Regions from separate parts of the Triticum aestivum genome. Here region 1 is linked to region 2. Evidence: chromatin contacts called from public Hi-C data. All regions are on one chromosome and are shown on one strand. The core of a region is the stretch at or near the end of the contact, and the rest is flanking DNA. Distances in the headings are between cores, read along the strand shown. Region 1 holds the start of LOC123042336. Region 2 holds the start of LOC123047000 (transcription factor IBH1).

Evidence for each region. A called contact is a pair of places that touch in the nucleus more often than the background predicts.
Region 1: a contact with region 2 is called in a Hi-C map of leaf, with 5 times the contacts expected there. The contact joins the promoter of LOC123042336 here to the promoter of LOC123047000 in region 2. A contact is called at or near these places in 2 of 5 Hi-C or Micro-C datasets (both in leaf).

What each region holds. Positions count from the first base shown.
Region 1 is chr2B:730,342,852-730,349,990 of IWGSC CS RefSeq v2.1, forward strand. LOC123042336 reads right to left here and starts at 1,327. Exons shown (of 3, transcript XM_044464809.1): 1 at 483-1,327. The coding sequence starts at 918. It overlaps LOC123042337, which reads right to left and starts at 5,934. Exons shown (of 3, transcript XM_044464810.1): 1 at 5,377-5,934; 2 at 4,515-4,741; 3 at 3,583-4,439. The coding sequence starts at 5,752. The coding sequence ends at 3,735.
Region 2 is chr2B:730,130,307-730,137,892 of IWGSC CS RefSeq v2.1, forward strand. It overlaps LOC123047000 (transcription factor IBH1), which reads left to right and starts at 6,212. Exons shown (of 1, transcript XM_044470478.1): 1 at 6,212-7,586. The coding sequence starts at 6,572. The coding sequence ends at 7,177.

The sequences.
Region 1 (7,139 bases), core at 77-2,576, 210 kb after region 2:
CGCCTGATTTGATGTGATGCAGGAAAACTGTGCAGCTCAATCTAATTTTTGCTACCTCAACAATAATTTCCACAATAATATGTCGTCGTGTCCCTAAACTTATTTCAGTCAACTCTCTTCCAGACTTTTTTGTGTGTATGGATCTTTTCGCTAAGTGTAAGACAATATGCGTGTCTTATTTCATTTAATTTAAGGCTAAATGTGATGAGTTTACAGTAGCCAATTTCTTTGTTATAATGAATTTTGGAAGGTAGAAAAAATAATAATATACTCTATATTAGATCGAGTCAATTGAATATAGATCAAGTATTTATATCTGCAATGCAAACATTCTCTAGTTATTGAACGAAGGGTTCAGAGGTTATAGAATGGATGTAATTATATTTGCTTGCATAGTGAAAAGTGCAGTTTGAGCAAGTAGAAAAACAAACGAACTGTAAACACGATCATAGTGAAAAGCATGTGTGCAGTTGTTTACTTACTCATGTCCTCAAAACTCCTCGCAGGGCGCCATAACGACTCCCAGCAGCTACGGTAGGCATCCAATCCCTCGACCACCATCCCGACTGCTATTGATTCAGATTTTGTTTCTTCATCCTTGCTCACCTCCTCCTCATCAACCTTCAGCTCCATCGATCTCAGTTTGCAACCAAGATCATCCCTGCTGATCTCCTCCTCCTCAGCCTTCACCTCCATCGATCTCAGTTTTCTGTCAAGCTCCGGTTCCAGCCTCCGAAGCATATCGATACTTGCAGAGATTGATTGCATTTTGGAGAGAAGGGCGAGATCATGCTCGTATCTTGGGAAGTGTTCCCACAGATCACGGATCACCTCGCAGCACGAATCTAATGGGCAAACGGGCTTCTCTTCCTGTTCCGCCATCTTTTCTTTTCCCCGGAGTGCAAATTCTGCCACCATCGAACTAGAAATCTCTCCGGCGAGAGTGTCGAGCAGAGTGCCCAGATCTTCGATTCCCTCGCTCTCTGTGATTCTTTACCCTGGTTTTCAACGCCCTCTGTGAGGAGCAGCTTCAGCGTTTCTGAGGAGATGCCCGTGCGCTTTCCTGATATGATCCCCTTGCGTTTCCTGGATCCGACCCCCTTCCGCTTCCCGGATCCTATCCGCCTCACGGTTGATTCCTAATCGAAGTCAAACACCCCCATGATCAGCTCTCCGGATCCGGATAGGAGCCCTTCGGCAGAAGCAACTTCAGCTTTCCTGAGGGGAAGGCATTGTGCTTCCCTGATCCGATCCCCATGACCTCCACGCTTCCTATCGGCTCCACCTCGGATCGGTTGCCAGTTCTTAGCGGATCCATCACACAAGGGCAGCCAGCACTCTTCTTTCTCTTCTTCACCGCCGCTGCGCTTTTTTTTTTTTTGGATCCTTGGGCGATCGATCGCCAGAAGAGTTCCCATCGACCCGGAAAAGGGTCGATCCTGGCCCATTATGGAGCACGTAGGAAAACAATGGGCTAGGCCCAAATAGCAGTTTTTCCCAAAAAAAAATGCCATTAGCAAATAATGGGAAAAAACTCGTACAGGAAAAATATAGTTTACAACTGACATGGTCTGTTTTATAAAAAAAATGCCATGCTGTACTTTATAAAATATATTTTTACGCAAGTCCAATAAATTTCCCATGGCCCAAACACTTTTTTTTGTAAAAAGAAAAATGTCCCCTCTTAATAATAAAAATCCCATTCTATCTTAATAATAATAATAATAATAATTTCCATCCTATTAATAATAAATTTTCACGTTATTAATCATTAAAACTCCATGCTCTTAATAATAAAATTAATAATAAATTGCCATGTGAGAAAGTAAAAAAAACGAAAATTGCCATGAATAAGTGATAAATTTCCCAAAAAATTTCAATGGGGCATTGAAAAGGACCTAAAAATTGCCATGTTTTGGAAGACAGAACATGTCATGGTTAAAAGTAAAAAAAATATTTTGCACGCTACCCATAATGAAAAAAATGTACATGCCAAGTTTAGAAGAAAAAACCTATTTAACAATAGATTTTTTTCTTTGAAAAATGAAAAAAAAATATCCGTATTTTTGGAAAAACAATTCGAATGAACAATCAAATTTAAAACCAAAAATAGCTTTCAAAAATCCAAATTTTGTAGTTTATGCCCAAGTGTTAACAACCCTCCACTTTAGTCGAGATAAGTGCCCCTGTCTCGTAGGTAGGAGGTCGGGAGTTCGAACCCATCCATGCGCGCCTTGGTCCTGCACTTTTTGGAGAAAACAAAAATTAAAATGTTCGCCAGGAACCGAGAAAGGACGAACAGCTCCAGTTGATCGGCCTTGCGCCAAGATACGTGCAATAGCGGGGAAGGCGTTCGCTGGGGTTGACCTCCTCGCGACCTTTCGTCGGTTATCACTTCCGGGTTTTTTAGCTAGAGTTAAGGGATTCTATGGTACTTCTTCTGTTTTTGTTGTCCGCATATAAAATTTGTCTAAAGTCAAACTTCATAAAGTATGACGAACTTTAAATAAAAGAAGGTATCAACATTGACAATATAGTATTCTAGATATTCTTCTTTTTTTATATAAAGTTGGTCAAACTTTGTATAGTTCGACTTCAGATAAATCTTCATACATGAAGTAAAAAGAAACTAAGGGAGTACAGGCAAACGAGACACAAGTGTTAATTTAATCGATAACTCTCAATTTAATTATTTTATGGGAACCCATTTTCAAAAAAAAAGCATCTTCTGTGAGATGCTAACCGTCGGTTGTGTGATAATTCTAGAAGATTGACCACTCGTTGGATGGAGCGCGGGACAACTATCGGATCTCTCTCCAATGAGCCGTTGAGGTGCGCCAGCCTTTGCAACAATGCTCATGTTGCGCTTGGCGCTTTGCAACACGAGCTCTCTTACACTCCCTGCCAAACCTTGTTTTCCTTTTGTTTCACACCATGCGACGATCATCGGATCATTGCAACACAGACAATGTTGCGGTCATCCATTTCTACATGGACCATGTTGCGGTCATCTCGGCTTGTGTCACTGGGGCCAACAACGACTTGTCGCAACTCCACCTCTTGCAACACGACACGTGTTGCAGCATTGGCAGTGAGCGGTGGCCGCCCAACTTAATTGCAACACCGATGCCCTACATGCCTGCCATGGCAGCACATGCGGTGAGTGAGAACCCCCCCCCCCCCCTTCCCCCCTCCCCCCTTGCAGCGCCGGTACCTGCAAACATCATGTGTAGATCTAACCCAGCACCAGCGACGAGCTGCGTTCGGCGGCAGCCCCGGGACCTTGCAGCAAGCCATGGATCTGGCCCAAGTCATCCTAATTTGAAGTTTAGTGGCCCGTTTAGATGACTGGAGTAACACTAGACAATTTGTATGACACGGCCGAACTACGTGTGTAGCATGACTGATTAACAACAAGCACGTCAAGGTGGCCGAGAAATGTAATTATTCACGATACAAAAAATGACAGTAGAGTAGAATAACAAGGGTCTTGTGAGAGTTCTTTCAACTGAACCACAATCGCAGGGAGAAACCAGCATCAATTCTAGCAACATCAATTGGCAGAAATAACAAGCAAACAACTCCAAGAAACAATAAAGCAGTTAAGATATAACAACCGTACGTGCATAAGTAGGCCAGTTATTTGTCTCCAGATAGAAGTGCTAGTTGCAGACAAGCTTAGAATGCAACATAGGCCAGAGGTTTAGATAACATAATACAAATCCTACCAAAGACTAATAAACAGACCAATCCATTTCTCTCAACAGAGAGGGGTGTAGAGCTGGACACATCCCAAATGGGTCCACATGGCCACTTGCCTGGATAGTCACATCATCGTCAACCATTAGAGACCAAGCCACTGTAACCTCGACCTCCATCTCCCCAAGGACAATTCTCTCTTTACTAAAATTGCACTTCTTGGGTGTAAAATGAACATCACCACATATGTCACCACATGACGAGTAGGCCTTGATACAAACAATCAATTCTCCTCTTAATTCAGCAGAAACAACATTCCTCTGCAGATCAATATAACCATGCTCATCTGTAAACCTTCTCCCATCAGCTGAATCAAGCAACACAATTTGCCTAGATGAGGGCCAATTGACTTCATGTACACCACGAGGCAGCGAGGAGCAGACAACTCGGCCGCCATGTGGAAAAGGCGGTGATCCATGTTCAACGATATGAACATCCAAGATAGTTGCCTGGACTGACCCCTTAAATCGCTCAACGCAAAGCTCCATCTTGCAAAAGTGGTTGCTGACATTCAGGGTAGAAAACCGACCACCAGCATTCGCATCATGAGACAATATATCACTGATGAATGTTCTATCTTCAGACTCTGCTCTGCCCTTTAATTTTAGTTGGATTTCAAAAGAAACAGTGTCTTCACACAAAATTGCACGAGTTGGGCCAGTCAAGCGCAAAAAGGGATCCTACAACCATTGTCATTTGTCACTTACTGATCAACGAATCAACAACAACAAGAACAAAAATTATACCATGCATACCTGTTGAGTGATGCACTGCCACTCATCTCTTGGACAAAGGAACAGAGGGTTTCGGCAGCTGTCCACGGTGTCTCGGGCTGCAACAATTCCATAAACCACTAGTGGCCACTCGAGATCAGTAATTTCTGTAATCTTGATTGAGTAGATCTGCAAGCTCAGTTGGTCAACAGCGTACCATGGCATGCGTCCAGGTGTGCAGCTTGTAAAGAGCATGGAAGTCAGTGATGCTGCATGAAGCCAAGTCAAGTGCGTTAGGAATGTAACGCAGAGATTAGAAGAGGTAACATCTGATTTCGTTCACATCAATGTAACATGTAGCCATAGGCTCATAAGCATCCACGAGTATTATTTATCAATTAGACTGCAAAATAGATATATTTTTCTCCACATGTATCAATCTCCTCGTGTTGTAGCAAAACATTCTCTGAACAGCTACCTATGTTTTTTTTTTTGAACAAAGCAAGGCACCAACAGGTGCCAATATATTCAGCTCATAGTCAAAGTACATCAAGAGTTACAAGATCTGCAAAGTATTATAAAGGAGAGAACAGCAGAACTCAGCAACTACAGCTGAATACAAGTCTTAGAAAGTAGCAAGGGATTAACCCCTGCTAATGAACAGCAAGACTAATAAGGAGAAGTACATCTGGAAAGCAAGATTCTCACCACAAGGAAAAAGGTTGTGTGATACTGAAGCCCCAAAGTGCTACACATTGTGCTACTACTTATAAGCAACTAATTAGGCATAAAGAAAAGACTAATCCGCCAAATCCAATACTAATAGACATAGAGTTGAGTGCAGAGTTGGTACAACTACACAAGTAGTAACACATGCGGCGAGAGCAAGAAAAGATGTACTCACTCAATTCCTCAAACTTGTTGGCGTTGATCAATTCCCACATGCTACGGCGGGCAGCGAACAGCCCCTCCTCCTCCGCGGAGTCTGATTCATGCTTAGAAGGTCTCAGCATCAATTTCAGTTCATGATCGAGGCCTGGGTTCGACCTGCGGAGATCATCGATGCGTGCGGAGATAGACTGTAGCTGGGAGAGTGCGCGCAGGCAGCGCTCAGACTTGAGCCAGGATCTCACTGCATCCCTCTCGTTGGTCGAGGAAGATCGCAGCAATTTCTTCATCTCGTCTTGGAGATGATCCATGTGCGACTCGTCAAGTGATTTTTGGGGCATCCCATACACCTGCTCCTGCTCCTCCTCCTCTTCGGCGTGGCGACCGATCATCTCCGCTTTAGTTTTGTTGGTTTTTGAACGCTAGAACAAATCCACCCGGAGCAACCCGCACTTGCAAGCTAGCCTCAACAAGAACACAAGCTAGCAGGTGGATTGATTAGCGATGCCACGTTGGCCTGGGCTTGCTTTAACTTGCGATCGGCTCTGTCGGCGGAACGTACTAGCGCCAAACAGGATCGATACTAAGCTAGGCCTAACACAAACCGACTAGGTATAGGTATCCTACATGGATACGCACACACACACGGGAAAAAGGAAAAAAAAAACATATGTGACCTGGACTCACGCTAACTATCTTTAGACCTATTCCATCGAAAGACACGTGCCAGTGTGAATCTTAAAGCATCCGTATAACTTCTTCTCAACTTATCCACAATCCTTTGCCTAATCTCTCTATTCTTCCTTCCCCGCGAGACAAGACGGCGGTGGCCGGCCAACCAACTCCAGAACCGACCGCGGCGACATTGGCCCGGTGATGCAGATTACAGAGGGTGTGGATGATGTGGTTGGGTGGAGTTTTTTTTTTTGACGAATATGCAACGCAAAGTTTGCATATCATTGCATTGATAGAAGGAGTAGAATAAATACAGATAGGGATACAATACATGGCACGAACGTAGACAGGCGTGAACATAGTGCCTAGAGCAGAAAAGATAAGGGATGCTCAGCCCGAAGAGAAGATACAGCACACCTAAACCTACCAAACCCAAACAAAGAGCAGCAAATGTCGCCAGAGCCAAGACCGGGGACACCGCGAGCGAGCAAGATAGCACCTTCAAGAAGGAATACGACGCCGTCGCCATCCGTCCGGAGGAACCGGACCTAAGCTTTCCCCTGATCTCGAAGAGGGGCGCAACCAAGGGCCTTGACAACGCCTCCAACGAGGAAACGACATCCGCTGACGCCGCCGTTGCCAGCATCGGCAAACCGAGCAGGGATTTCTCCCAGGCATGAGGCTGAGCAATCCCATAGCCGTTGTATCTAGAAACGAGGATGAGGAAGCCAACGCTGATCGGAGCAACCATGTCGGAAGGGGGTTGGCAGGCTGCACCTGCCGTTGGAGGGTTGTACCTCCTCCGAATCCACGAGCATTGGATCTGGAAAAAATGGGAGGCTTTGAAGTGTACAAGGTAGGGCAGACGGTGAAGTAAACCACGAGGGGGTGGGGTGGCGGCGAACAGCAATGCCGACAAGCTAGGACTGGACAAACGCAGATACGAGCTGCCGTAGCCATAGCCGTCGGGACGTCGAGGAGCCAGGCGAGCTGGAAGGGATGCAACTGATGTGTTCTTGAGGCCGGAGCCACCCGCCAGAGGTCACCGACAGCCATGGACACCGGAGAGACACGGGTCCAAGTTCGCCGGGGCCGGAGCAGCGC
Region 2 (7,586 bases), core at 4,962-7,461:
CCTATACGGTGCATGTTGCCACGTTCGAAACGGGAGTTTGAAAGGAATCCCGTTAGTCGATTGCTTGTTTTTACAAACACAGTACATACACAGACGCTAATACATATGCATTACTTGATCGCTTGCTTTGCTTACACGCATGCAGCTCCCGCCGGCCGGCCGGATCGGCGGTTTAATTAACGGGTTGGTTAATGCTTTTTTTCTGATGCGACGATGATGATGCGGATGGCAACATGCCGCTGGTGCTGAAACGGAAAAGTGACGGCCAAGTACACCAGTTTCCACGACCAAAAGGCAAAGGATAAGGTAGGAGACGATCGATCTTCGCCATGCTATTCTGTCTGGGTTATAACCTTTTTATTACCTGCCCCTTAACTGAAATTTTGTGACGACGTCGCCCCGTTAGTTGCAACATCGACATGCTTTCATAGAATTTTACATGATTCGGTATGACTAATGAGGACGCGCCTGAGAAGTCCATCCAATCAGTTGCCATGTCGTTTTTAATTACTGTCAACCTTTTATAGTTGGTAGAAATAACATAATGAGCTACCCGCAAAATAAATGTCAAAATAAGTTAAGATTGTCACGACGTCAGAAACCAATGGGTAACATGTGGCATGATTTTTTAAATTATTTTCAACGAAAACAGTCACAATATCACAACTAGGAGATAAAATTGGGATTTACACGTTTCATGAAACATTTCACATGGAAAAAAATTATAACTCCAAGAAATGTCGGTAGTCCTTTATGTACAAGACACATACAAACAGAGTGCGCACAACGCGCGATTCGATCTCACGATCGAACCTAGCGACTACGCCTCCTCACATGAGAACACAGGTGACTAGGGTTCCTCCTTAGGCCACCGCCAATTTCCCTCACCTTTGGGTGTGTTTCGGCGGCGGCGAGGGGAGGGAAACCCAAGTCTAGGGTGTCTTGTAGTATCCGGTTGCCCTAACTTTAGTTAGGGTTAACTTTAAGTGTGTTGATGGTGGTGGTGAGGCGATTGCGTTATCGGCAACGGGGGATAAGGTTTTCCTATCTCGTCCTCATTCCGACGATGACATTTTGCATTGATGGAGAGCATGTGACACTAGTAGAAAAAGGGCCTATAGTCCCGGTTGGTGAGGGCCTTTAGTCCCGGTTCATGAACCGGGACTAAAGGGTCGGTACTAATGCCCTGACCCTTTAGTCCCGGTTCAATCCAAAACCGGGACAGATGGGCTTCCACGTGGCCTGTCCGCTGAGCCCAGGCAGGAGGGCCTTTGGTCCCGGTTGGTGGCACCAACCGGGACCAATAGGCATCCACGCGTCAGCATTTCTGTGGCTGGGATTTTTGTTTTTTTTTGAAAAGGGGGGGGGGGGGGGGGGGGTTTTGGGGGGTTAATTTAGGTGTTTCATATATATTGTGCTATAGCTAGCTAATTGATAGAGAGAAGTGTCCTCTCATTTGTCCGTGCTTGGTCGACGCTACGTACCATACATACGTATAGAGAGGACTAGCTAGACACGCTAGCTAGCTAGTAAGCAAACAGAAGATCGTCATGAACATATATGCATACAGAGAGAAGTGATATCGACCACCTCTCCTTCTCCGAGAGATTGGTCGAACAACAAGTTCTCGTATATCTATCCGACACTACCGGCTACATATATACAATAATTATCTTTTACAAATATATAAGCTCCTAAAATACGGACGCGTGGTCCACATAGTATTCTCCGTCTTCAGCGATCACGTGGTCAAGAAAGAATGCCGCCAATTCCTCTTGAATTGCTCGCATGCGATCTGGTGCTAGGAGTTCATCCCGCATCCGAAACATCTAATTTTAAGAAGGGGTCAATACATATATATATATATATGAATGAATGAAACTCAACACAAATGATGGTAATAAAATAAAATTGTGAATATTGTTATTTACGCACTTCATATTGTTTGTCGGAGTAGCCCTGCTCACAGGTCGTGTGGCGGATGGACTCGCAAATGTAGTATCCACAGAAATCATTCCCTTGTTCCTGCCACAACCACTTTACAAGAAATAGAGGTCAATCAAACTGATAATTAGCAAGCATGCTAAATGGTATTGATGAAACTAGCGCTTGAATCACTAGGAGATTTCTTCAATACTTTGACACTATAGGAACCCTCTCGACCCCTCGGCGATCCTCGACCCCTTGAACCCTCGACGACCCTGGAACCCTCGACCCCTAGACGATCCTGGAACCCTTGATCCCTCGACCCTAGAACCCTCGACCCGGGATAATATAGACAACGCTTCAAGGGGGTAATACCGACAACGATGAGATACATACACGGGAGAAATTAATGTTATCGGGGAGGGGGTATATCGACCCCCCCACGTATTGAAGTTATCGGGAGGGGGTATATGGACCCCCCCCCCTCATGTTGAAGTTATCGGGAGGGGTATATCGACGATGACAGAGGAGAAGATCGAAGAAAAAAAGAAGAAAAAAAGAGGAGAAGAAGAAAGGAATAGAGAAGTAGAAGAAAAAATAGAATATTTTCTATTTTTTCTTCTTCTCCTCTATTTCTTTCTTCTTCTCCTCTTCTTTTTCTTCTTTTTCCTCTTCTTATTTATTTCTCCTCTTCTTCCTCACCTCTTCTTCTCCTTCTTCCTCTTCTTATTTTCCTTTTTCCTCTCCTTCTTTTTCTTCTTCTTCCTTCTTTCTAGCTAGATATATAAAACTTTTCTAAAAATGTAACTTTTGCATATATAAAACTTTTTTCTTCTTCTTCCTTTCTTCCTTCTCTTCCTTCGTCCTAAATATATAAAACTTTTCTAAAAATGAAACTAACCTAAAATTAATGTACTAAATCAGAGAACAATTGAAAACACCATGCATATTACAATTGAAAAAATACATACATTCATACAAAAATATATATAAAACAAGCATATATATATGAAAAAAATGAAAAAGGAGGGCGCCGGCGGCCGGACCAAGCTGCGGCGAGGATGGCGGGGTCGGGGCAGAGGCGCGGATGACGGCGAGGGCGGGCCGGGGCGGCGGCGTCGGGGCAGGGGCGCGGGCGACGGCGACGGTGGTGGGCCGGGGCGGAGCGCGTCGGGCCAGGGGCGGGCAGGGGCGGCGCGCGTCGGGGCAGGGGGCGGCGGGCGGGCGACGGCGACGACGGGCACGGGCGAGGCGACGGCGACGGCGGGGGCGACGGGCGGCGTCAGGGCAGCCTGGCGGCGTCGATGTGCTCGGCGTCGTCGGGGGGAAACTGGCGAGGGAAATCTGAAATTTCCCAAGTGTTTTCTTATATAGCAAGGGCATTAGTCCCGGTTCGTGCCACGACCCGGGACTAATGCCCCCCTTTAGTCCCGGTTGGTGCCACCAACCGGGACCAAAGGCCAATTTTCAGCAGCCCAAAGGGCGGGAAGCGGCGGCCTTTGGTCCCGGTTGGTGGCACCAACCGGGACTAAAGGGGGGCATTAGTCCCGGATCGTAGCACCAACCGGGACCAAAGGCCTGTGCTGCCCCGAACCTAATATTTAGTCCCACCTCGCTAGTTGAGAGGGAGGCGCACCTGTTTATAAGGTGCGGTGCGCCTTCCCTCTCGAGCTCCTCTCTTAAGCAGGCTTTCGGGCCTAACCCTGCAATCCGTGCCTGTGGGCCTACTGGGCCTTCTACGGGCCTGAATCCTGGCCCATGGTAGGGTTTCTAGTCGTATTCAGGCCGTGGGGGCTCAGTAGGTGGCACTTTTTTCCAGTTTTTTGTTTTGTTTTCTGCATTATTTATTTTCTTTTGTTTTTTTCTTTATTTTTTAATTCTTTTTGCTTTTAGTTTTAGAAAAAATATAAACTTTCTGTTAGTGCCATTTGTTTTTAAATTTGAAAACATTTTTTTGTTTTCTTTGTTGCTTTATTCATTTTATTTTGTTTCTACTTACAACAAAATACTTATTGTTGCTATTTTTATTTTTTTCCAGTTTTTTTTGTTTTGTTTTCTACATTATTTATTTTCTTTTGTTTTTTGCTTTATTTTTTAATTCTTTTTGCTTTTAGTTTTAGAAAAAATTATAAACTTTCTGTTAATGCCATTAGTTTTCAAATTTGAAAACACTTTTTTTATTTTCTTTGTTGTTTTATTCATTTTATTTTGTTTCTACTTACAATAAAATACTTATTGTTGCTATTTTTAGTTTTTTCCAGTTTTTTTGTTTTGTTTTCTGCATTAATTATTTTCTTTTGTTTTTTGCTTTATTTTTTAATTCTTTGAAATTTGTGTGAATAGTTAAATTGAATTCTTTGAAATTTGTGTGAATTTGAAGTTTGTGATTAACTTTACTAGTGCCATTATTTTTTCAGTTCTACTTAGAAATAAATACTTACAGTTTTTTGGTGATTTCTTTTTTCTTTTAGGTCACAAAAAATAAAAACTTCTCTGTTAGTGAACATAGATGCACTTATAGAGAAAATTAAACATAAATTCATAATCAATTTCTATTTATAAATTTAGGTCCAATTTCCTCTATAGGTGCATCTATTTTCACTTTGAGAGGAGATCAACAACACAGAGAGGGACGGGCTTATAAACAGGTGTGGGCGCCCTTCGGTTGGCGAGGTGGGACTAAAAGCTGGGTGCAACGAGGGCCAACCCTTTAGTCCCGGTTGGTGGCATGAACCGGGACTAAAGGTAACCCTTTGGTCCCGGTTCATGCCACCAACCGGGACCAATAGTGGTGGGCCAGGAGCCAGGACCATTGGTCCCGGTTCGTCCCACCAACCGGGACCAAAAGGTCCGGACGAACCGGGACCAATGGCCCACGTGGCCCGGCCGGCCCCCTGGGCTCACGAACCAGGGCAAATAGCTCCATTGGTCCCGGTTCTGGATTGAACCGGGACTAATGGGCTGAACTGGCCTGGGCCATTGCCCCCTTTTCTACTAGTGTGAATCTTCAGTTAGGGCAAGATCTTGGGCTCATTTTGGCTTCGTTTTGACTAGGTCATCGGCATTGCCCTACAAAGGGGATGATTTCTTCGTGTATTGTTCTCCTGTTCCTCCTCCGTATGATGAAGGGTGCGAGGTTTGTGTCTTCCATCTCTGTCTGGTAAGAGTTGGGGCTATCTTTCAGGCCTCCTCGGTGTCAGCTTCTCCATTATGGTGATTTGGCCAGATCATGATCACCGACGTCGTTTTGCCTACATCGATGACTCTCTGCAGGGCACCTGGATGCACAGGACACATGGTGCAGGATTTTTGTCCTTGTAATTTTCATTTACAGTTTAGTGTGTGACACCCTATCTATAAATGAAAAATGTGTGTTCTTTAACGTTGGGACATCGGGTCATTTTCTCTCTATGTATGCCCCTGTTTTTTGGCCATTGCTTCTTCAAGCTCTTGTGTGTTAACAAAGCTGCTCTGCTAAGGCGAAGACCTAGAGACAACGACTAGGTTTGCTCATGGTGCACCACCGACGGATGCAAAGGGAAGACGGTGCTGATTTATTTAAGAACTTACATGTAATTTCTTATATTTGTAAGGGCTGATTTTGATCTAATGTACTCCCTCCGTCTGAAAATACTTGTCATCGAAATGGATAAAAAGAGATGTATCTAGAACTAAAATACGTCTAGATGCATCCCCTTTTATTCATTTTGATGACAAGTATTTCCGGACGGAGGGAGTACCACCTACGGGTTTTTGGCAAGACAAAAAAAAAACAGAGCTTGCACATGGTTTTAGCTCACCTTGGTCCCTCGTTGATCTGCATCAGCGGAGGTTCATCTCTTGCTTGCCGATATATTAATTGGCGTCCGGCCTGGCTAGTTGCTCTGGATGCATGCATGCATGCACCAAGGCATGAGTTACCTGCCCATCCAGAGTAGACGCGTGCGAGATGATCGAGCTAGCTCACATGCGCATCCGACCGCCGTCCGACCGGAGTTGTTCCTGTATCCCGCCATATCTCGCACGACGCACCCATTTAGCTCACGCATCACATGCATGGGCTCGCCGCTCGCCGGCAGAAGAGAGAGTTGTTCACTGGCTCTTCCTAGCATGCATTCCCTCCCTGTGACTACTAGCTAATTAATCTAGCTTTCCTGGTAACCACCACACTCGATCACATCACATGCACCCCTCTCACCAATTATTTCTTTCATTTCTTTGAGAAATGTACATACACTCATTGGCCTTGTCCCTGGTTGTCAACTGGGTATTATAAGACACGCACCGGATCCTCCCAGGACATCACATTTTGTGTCAGAGCCGTGTTTCTCGGGCTCTCTCTCCACCATCACAACAGCACAAAGGCGGCAGCGGCATCGCGCGCGGCCCCATTGCTCTCCCCGCTTTGTGTCAGACACCAAATCTTCCTCACCTTCTTCTTCCTCTCTCTCTCCCCCACCCAATCTCCTCCTCCCCCACGACCGCCCCTCCTGCCTTTTAAGCCACGCGCCCGCGCCCCCCGCGTACGCCTCCCGCCTTTCCTCTCCCTCATCACCCTCTCCTCCTCCTCCTCCTCTCTTTCTCTCTGCGAGCGAGGTGTGGTGAGTTGAGGTGAGTTGAGGATCTTGGGTGGACGAGCCGTTTGATGGACGCCAAGGGCGCGACGGAGAGCTCAAACCCTAACCGCGTCGTTACCAGCTCATCCGCTGCAGCGGCGTCGGCCTCGGCGCCGACGAAGCGCATGCTGGCGTTCCACTTCCTGCGCGCGCTCTCCCGGATCCACGGCGCGGCCGGCCCGGCCAGGCGCCGCACGCGCACCATACGCCGCGCCGCCTACTCCTCCATGGCCCGCGCCACCGGGCCGCGCCGCGCATGGAGCCGCGCGCTGCTGCTCCAGGCCCAGGCGCGCGCGCGGAGATCCAGGGCGGAGACGTCGAGGCGGGCCGCGGTGCTCGTACGGAGGCGCGTCGTCGCCGGACCGGCAGCAGCAGCACCACGCGCCGCCGCCGCTCCTGTCGTCGGACACGGGCAGGCATCGTCGGCGGCTGCTCGTGCGGCGCTGGTCCCTCCGCCCCCTCCGGCACGGCAGGCGGGGGAGCCGGCCAGGAGCGACGCGCTGCGGCGGCTCGTCCCGGGAGGCGCCGGGATGGAGTACTCCAGCCTGCTGGAGGAGACCGCCGACTACGTCCGCTGCCTCCGCGCGCAGGTGCAGCTCATGCAGGGCCTCGCCGACCTCTTCTCCTGCCAATGATTCATCCAGTCCGTCATCATCATCATCATGCATCCTCCGGTCGATCGAGTAATTCTAAATTATCACTTCTTCCTGCACGTACCATCCATGGATTGAAATCATACGATGCTGCTGCGGTGCGGCCTCCATGATATCGATCCATGGATCTCTTGTTCATGTGACATGAGATTGGTCAATGCATCGATCGCGCATGATCAACATAGAGGATTACCTGCCGGCAGGGGAGAGTTAGGTACGGTGGAGGTGGAGGAAGATTGGTGGAGTATATATGCTGAGCTGCTGGCAAGGTGAATTATTAGTAGGTGAGAAAAGATTGGGTGTAGTATGCATTTGTATAGGTTGGGGACACATTGGAACCACACCAGAAAATACAAAGGTAATTAATTGTAACATATAAAGAGATAATCGA